Regions from separate parts of the Zea mays genome. Here region 1 is linked to region 2. A link is a contact called in public Hi-C data. All regions are on one chromosome and are shown on one strand. The core of a region is the stretch at or near the end of the contact, and the rest is flanking DNA. Distances in the headings are between cores, read along the strand shown. Region 1 has its middle 130 kb from the start of LOC100278031. Region 2 holds the start of LOC100383870 (Putative clathrin assembly protein).

Region 1 (3,229 bases), core at 642-3,141, 660 kb after region 2:
ATGAACTTGTGATCATAGATTTCATGTTTTTTAAGTGCATGTATATCATTATTAAAACTATATTTTTTCTAATTTAATAGGGTGTTAATTTAGCTGCCACAACTGTTCGGGAATACCCGAATCCGAACCCGAAATTTTGGGTACCCGAATTTTCGGGTATTGTAAAACCCGTTGTAATTTCGAGTACCGATTCTTAGAATCCAAAATTTAAATTACCTAAATTACCCAGCCCAAATTTTTCGGGTAACCAGAACGCCCACCCCTAGCTAGCCTCATTGATGACTACTTGGGTTTGATGGCCTAGTGTTTAAAATTTTGTATACTAGATTGTTGCATTGCGTTACATATCATTTACGCATGAACAGATGAACATGTTTACATATATGTGCTTGTGGCATGTGGTAAACTGGTATGTGTAATTGTGTATGCGAGTTAAACTAGTGAACATGTGTATTGCGTACTTATGTTGAATGAACAGATGAGTGAACTATGTTAGTTTGTTGTTAAATTAATGTGGTCTGTAAAAATATGAGCAACATTACTCCTTTATCTAATGCACTATATAATCCACCAATTTAAACTATACAAAACTTAGGGTGTGTTTGGTTTGGCTTTTGGCTTTGGCTTTTGCCCCCTAAAAGCCAAAAGCCAACCAAAGGGCTGAATCCAGGAAGCAGCTTTTTCTAAAAGCCGACTTTCTCGTAGTGCAAAACTGAAAGCACCCCTAGACCTGCTTTTAGTGGCTTTTGGATGGAACTGTGAAAACATATATCGAAGAAATTTTAACGATTTTTAGTGGTTTCCACCAAACGATTTTTAGCTTTTTAACAGCACACAGCCTACAGCAGCTTTTTCCACAGCTCACAGCCCACAGCAACTTTTTCCACAGCCACAGCCCAACCAAACAGACCCTTAGCCAACTGACACCCACACCTATAGCATCCACTAAATCCACCAAAAAACACCAATCTTAACACACAATCAAGACCAACATTTCAGATCGTTGTATAAACCTCTCTCTTACCCACTCAAATCTAATAGACAATATTATTTAGATCAACCCTCCCCCTCCCCCTCCTCCTTCCCGGCGACCCCGCCGCCCCCAGCCTACCCCTTCTTCCCCTTTGACACCACCGCCCCTCCCCCTTCCTTCACTCGCGTTGTTGCCGTCATCGACTACTCCACTCTTCAGGATCGTAGTGTTAACACGACCTATATGCTAGTGATGTTAAATTGGTTTAGAGTTAACGAGCAACTGATTATGTTGGCATATATATGTATGTATATAGCTTTTCTATGACTCGTGAGCTAAATGAGCCAGCTTGATCTAGAAAACGAGCCAACCCGAGTCGGTTCTCTGGCTCGGTTCCTTAACGAGTTGAGCCAAGCCAAGCTAGCTCGATATCTAGCCTTATATGGATCCTATGTAAAGAATCAAGATCATGCAGCATCTCACGAACACAATATTTATAGAAATAAATAATCAAACCAAAATAAACTAGATGGAAAGGAAAACTAAAATCTAGAATAATTTTTTAAAAAAAACATGTACAACATATACATATGATATGTATTTCATGTAAGTAAAAAAACAAACAAACAAATTGAAAATAATTAATAAAAATAAATTATTAGAGTAATTTAATGAAATACATGAAACAGATAAAATAAAAAGAAAAGAGAAAATGAAAGGCAAAATAAATAGAAGAAAAAAACTTAAGAAATTAATTAAGTAGAGTAAAATAAAAAAATAAATGAAAGTAGTATAAAAATATAAAAAAAGAAATATACCATATAAACCAAAAAGTAAAGAAAGAGTACATAGATCACATGGGCCACTCGCCATCCCAGCTCAACAAGCCAACGCTCTTACAGCCCAGCACTCTTTCTTTACGGTCAAGAAACCGCGGCGGCAGCAGGCCAACAACATGGGCTTCGAAGCAGGTCTAAGCAAGATGCACAGAGCGACAACAGCGACTCGTGGTGCGAGTTGTAAGGGGCAAGGAAATTTCGGTGATCAGTGTGCACTGAACACCGAACCGAAATAATGGACATCGAAATAGTCGGTTTCTTAAGGGCTGTTTGGTTTGTTGATTCATCTTCCACAATTTACCACGTCTAATGTTAGCAAGTTAGGCATACGTTTGGTTTAGAGCTACAATTATGACAAGATTTTTTTTCTGCTATGTAGGTCTCATTCGTCAATAACTTGTAAAAGCGTGACAATATTACACTATACAAATAATGCTACTCCTATGACCAACTAATCAGACGTGTGATTTTTTTCAAAGACACAACAGTCCTAGTCCTCAGAAGGTTCATCAGAGAACGCACGCTTATTGTGATATCAATTAATGTCGTTCTGAGTAAGTGGAGGATTAGAATGATAATACATTTTGTTGCTTCTATAGCAAATATATAGCTGTTAAACATGTCCCCTTTTATTCGTCACTGTTATCATGCCAGGCTCTCTATCAACCTATATTGAGCGCTTATTTGATACTGAAATAAATTTGAGAGGATGAGAACAAAATATTCTATTGCTGACAGGGAATGTGGTTTGTCGCTGACCTATTTGGATTGGATCACAAGAAACGAGTTTGTGTTTAACAGTTTTCAACCAGAATTTTTTTTTGTTTTCATATATTATTCAGGGGACACGTACATGGACTCTAGTTATTGCTATATATACCGAGGAACTGAAGGATCATCCAGTACACTGTTTTCTTGACAGTCCACATGTCGTCTATGGAATCCACATGTCAACAGTACAACATTCTCTACATACATACGTATAAAAGAGCACTTTCTTCCTCACAGTCACAGAGGCAGTGTCGCTCCACTGCTGCCCTCCATGACCATCTCAGACCGACCGTCCTCATCCTTCCCCCAGCAGGCACTGCATGGCTGCATGAGCTGCCACGCTGCTCACCAGAGAGATCTCACGCCGCGAGTAGGTGCCCCCTACAGACAGTGCAGTGGTTAGGGGACAAATGCAAGGACACTTGAGGTCGACGAGCATGCTGATTGCTGCATGCAAGGAAAGCACCTTCACTTTGGCGGCTAGACCCTTCGTTTTTGCGCCATGATGGGCAGCCATTGTTGACTCCCACTGCACACTGATCAGCTCAAATCTCCTCAAGCGCAACCTACATGTCCTAACACTGCCATGCCATGCGTATAGCAACTTTTAAACAACACACACTTTCCATCTTCCACATGCCTCGCG
Region 2 (3,163 bases), core at 276-2,775:
TAGATCTTGAAGCTCTCCTTCAGAACCTAAAGATCGCAAGAGCTGGATAAGAGAGAGCTAGTAGAACACAAAATATCTTGCAAGCAAGATGGGGAATGATTGGCAAGAAATGAGATGTCTGCAGTTGCAGGCTTGCAGCTTACCAGGGCTAGTGCGTACTGAATAAGGTAATTTGAGCAGGCAGCGCCTTCAGGCTGGAATTGACAAAGAAGGGGGTAACTAGTGCAACAGGCATTCAACAAGCAAGCTTAAACAACTTATTAAGAAAGCCTAGCAGGAGAGGTTTGGCGTGTCAGACCTGGACGCCGACAACCCTGAAAAGCAGCTGCTGCAGTGCAGGCAACTGCTCCAAGAGTTCCGGGCTAGGCAGGGTCCTGGTTTTACTATGTACCTGTTTTTTTTTTCAGGATGACGGAACATGTACACAGCCATAAGACGAAAAGTCTCTACACCATCAAAGTGCCGTGCATCAAATTTCAGAAGACAGAAAAAGAGGACCTTGCTGGAAGTCTGGGGATATCTGACGAGACGCTCGGTTTCGATGTCGTATCTGAGAACCCTGAGGCACTCGAGCCGTTCCTCCAGGAAGCATCCATAGGCGCGAATCCATGCGGAGCAATCCCAAGCTGACAAGTCAAGGATGGATGGATTGGTTCATCATTCGGCAGGGCAACGGAAATTACAGAGACTCCCAGCCAGCAGGATGGTAGTACAAGAAACTCGCCTGACTGGCTCGAGTCGTCCTTGAAATTGGCTATGTGCAAGATGTTCCCTCTGGATGAGTAGGCCAGGAACTCTTCCTTGAACATGGGATCGCCCTCCCTCAGAAGCCTATGCACCACTATCAATGTCTTGAGCGCAACCTGTGACGCGAACGTTGGATATGCGTTAGTTAAAACCATGGGTTCGACACATGGCGCGGTCGAAGGAATCATCAGTAAAAAGTGGCAACGAGGAAGAACACGCACTATCCAGTTCTTTGTCTTGGACAATCTCCTTGACAATGCGTATATGCAGTACGAGAGGTCTGCGCGAGGGCGGTTTGCTGAGGTCGCCAAGAGTATTTCTGCGCCGCAAGACGAGAATCAGAATGCCACACAAATTGGGGGTGGGGTGGGGGGTGGGACAGGAAGGAAGATCCATCCAATGTAGAAGACGGAGGGGGGACAGGATGACTAGTACTCACTTCTGACGTGCCGTTCCTTGGGAGGGCATTCAACATGGTTGGTTGCCTTCACAATTGCAATATCCAATTCCTTTTTTTTCCCAGACAAACAGAGAGGGCATCAGACAGACAGTTGGTGAGAACTCGGAATCCACGGTAACCGGATCGCGATCGCCATGGCTCACCTTGAATTCGCTGTTGACCTTGGCGAGGCCGACCTTGGTGGAGTCCTTGAGGGCGCCGTAGGCCTTGCGCCACGACCCCATCAGGCCGTGATCACCCAACCCACGATGCGCCCTCTTCGTCCTCTCTCACCTCGCCTCCTCCCTCCCTCCTTCCAATCTCTAATGCCACCTCGCCGCCACCCCCTGCTGCTTCCCCCCATACCTGCACGCCTTCCCACCGCACACCTCTCTCGCTAATTTTAGCCTGCGGTTGGTGGCGGTGGTCCAGCAGAGGGAGAAAGAGAGGGAACGAGGGATGCCTTGCCGCCATTTGTATCTGCCCGAACCGGTATGCGTGGGATGTGGGAGGGAGGAGGACGAAGACAGACGCGCTCCGCCGTCTCTGCCTTGTGGGCCTTACGTGGGCCTCATGGCTTAAAATGCCATGCCCCAGCAACTACACGAGTCAACACAGGCCCGGCCCGGCCCGGCCCGGCCCAAGAACCCCCATCTCTCGATTCCTCCAACAAATTCCCCTTTCCCTTACTCCCCATCCCCACCCACCCACGCCGACGAGCAAACCCTAGCGAGCGAGAGAGCCCGGAGCCGAGAGACCAGCCAGCCATGGCGCTGCGTGCCCTGTACAACGAGATCCGGAGCATGAAGGTCCGCGACGTGCCGGCTTACCTGAAGCCGCGCTTGACCTGGGACAACGTCAAGAAGAGCGCCGACCAGGCCGTCGACCGCTACATCGAGAAGTACATCGACACGAGCTCGCCGGACCCTCTCTACCACGTCTGCATCGGAGGGATGATCTTCTCCTACTTCGTCAATCTGCCCTGGGAGCGCGCCCACCTCGCCCACCTCGAGGAGATGGAGAGGACCGGTGGGAAGCACTAGATCCGCTGCCCCGTCCCTCGCCGGCAGCGCGGGAGGTGAGTCCGCGGCTCCCTGTCTCTCCTTTCCCAATAGTATCCGATCTGGCCGTGGCTGGCGCACCGCGGATCGCTCCGATCCGATCCGACCAGCTTGCTCTCGACTAATTGCATCTGGATGGACGAGTTCAAGCCTTGCACATTCGGCACGCGATAGGCCTTAGTGCAGAGCATTGCTGGCTATAGATCGGTGTGTTTGTTGTGATTAATATTTGCCTACGGCCGCTAGTTTTACCGATGATTATTTGCTTGTGTTTGTGCAATGTAGTGCGCCTTTCCCTAGAAATTTTGAGCTATCCTTCGCACCCATTCTGCTCGCAAGGGGTGCAGGGATTCAGTTGACGATGAATGCAGGCAAATTTAAATCGGGTGTTCATGGATTGCAGTCTTTAAAAAATATTCATGTATTGCATCTAACTATTGGCTTGTGATCACATTTTTTTATTGATCGTACTGCTGTAGTTTTGTTTATCTATATTGTGTGTACCTGCTCAGGAAACTCAGATGTGTGACTGTCATATCACAGCGCAACAATGGATTCCTGCTTAACAGATCTGTCTCCTTAATTCACTTCGAATTTGTGCTACTCGTCTTGTTGAGTGTAAAAGTCTGAGTCAACATCTGGAGATATGTGAAATGGTTAGTTAGCAAATAGGTTTACTGCTTTGTTGAAGAAGCCTTATGAAAACTTACTATTTCCAGCAATTTGATTCCAGTTTTTTTGTTTGACTTCCAACAAATGTACCATTGACCTGTAGGGCTCTGTCTGTGGAAGTGAGAAAATATATCTGTTTCTAAGGCCCTGTTTGGAACCTTTAGAGCTAGCTGCTAAAATTAGTTGTAGATGTTCCAAACACCCTCAGCTAATACCCAGCTAATTGTTAGCTAACCCATAGCTA

The links. Hi-C and Micro-C count contacts between places; a contact is called where the count stands out from the background.
Region 1: a contact with region 2 is called in a Hi-C map of leaf mesophyll, with 2.6 times the contacts expected there. The contact joins the enhancer-like site here to the promoter of LOC100383870 in region 2. A contact is called at or near these places in 2 of 25 Hi-C or Micro-C datasets (leaf mesophyll and tassel).

The regions. Positions count from the first base shown.
Region 1 is chr5:90,097,075-90,100,303 of Zm-B73-REFERENCE-NAM-5.0, forward strand. No RefSeq gene overlaps it. Among protein-coding and RNA genes, the nearest start is that of LOC100278031, 130 kb to the left of the region's middle. Within about 2 kb of position 1,892, at least 15 of the 20 cell types and tissues checked have an H3K27ac peak or open chromatin away from gene starts, as enhancers often do. A contact at or near this core is called in leaf mesophyll and tassel, where this site is marked.
Region 2 is chr5:89,434,717-89,437,879 of Zm-B73-REFERENCE-NAM-5.0, forward strand. LOC100383870 (Putative clathrin assembly protein) reads right to left here and starts at 1,526. Exons shown (of 15, transcript NM_001176499.1): 1 at 1,351-1,526; 2 at 1,187-1,256; 3 at 969-1,066; 4 at 725-863; 5 at 499-626; 6 at 299-391; 7 at 144-194; 8 at 1-26. The coding sequence starts at 1,431. LOC100283793 (fiber protein Fb15) reads left to right here and starts at 1,798. Exons shown (of 2, transcript NM_001156692.1): 1 at 1,798-2,264. The coding sequence starts at 1,954. The coding sequence ends at 2,229.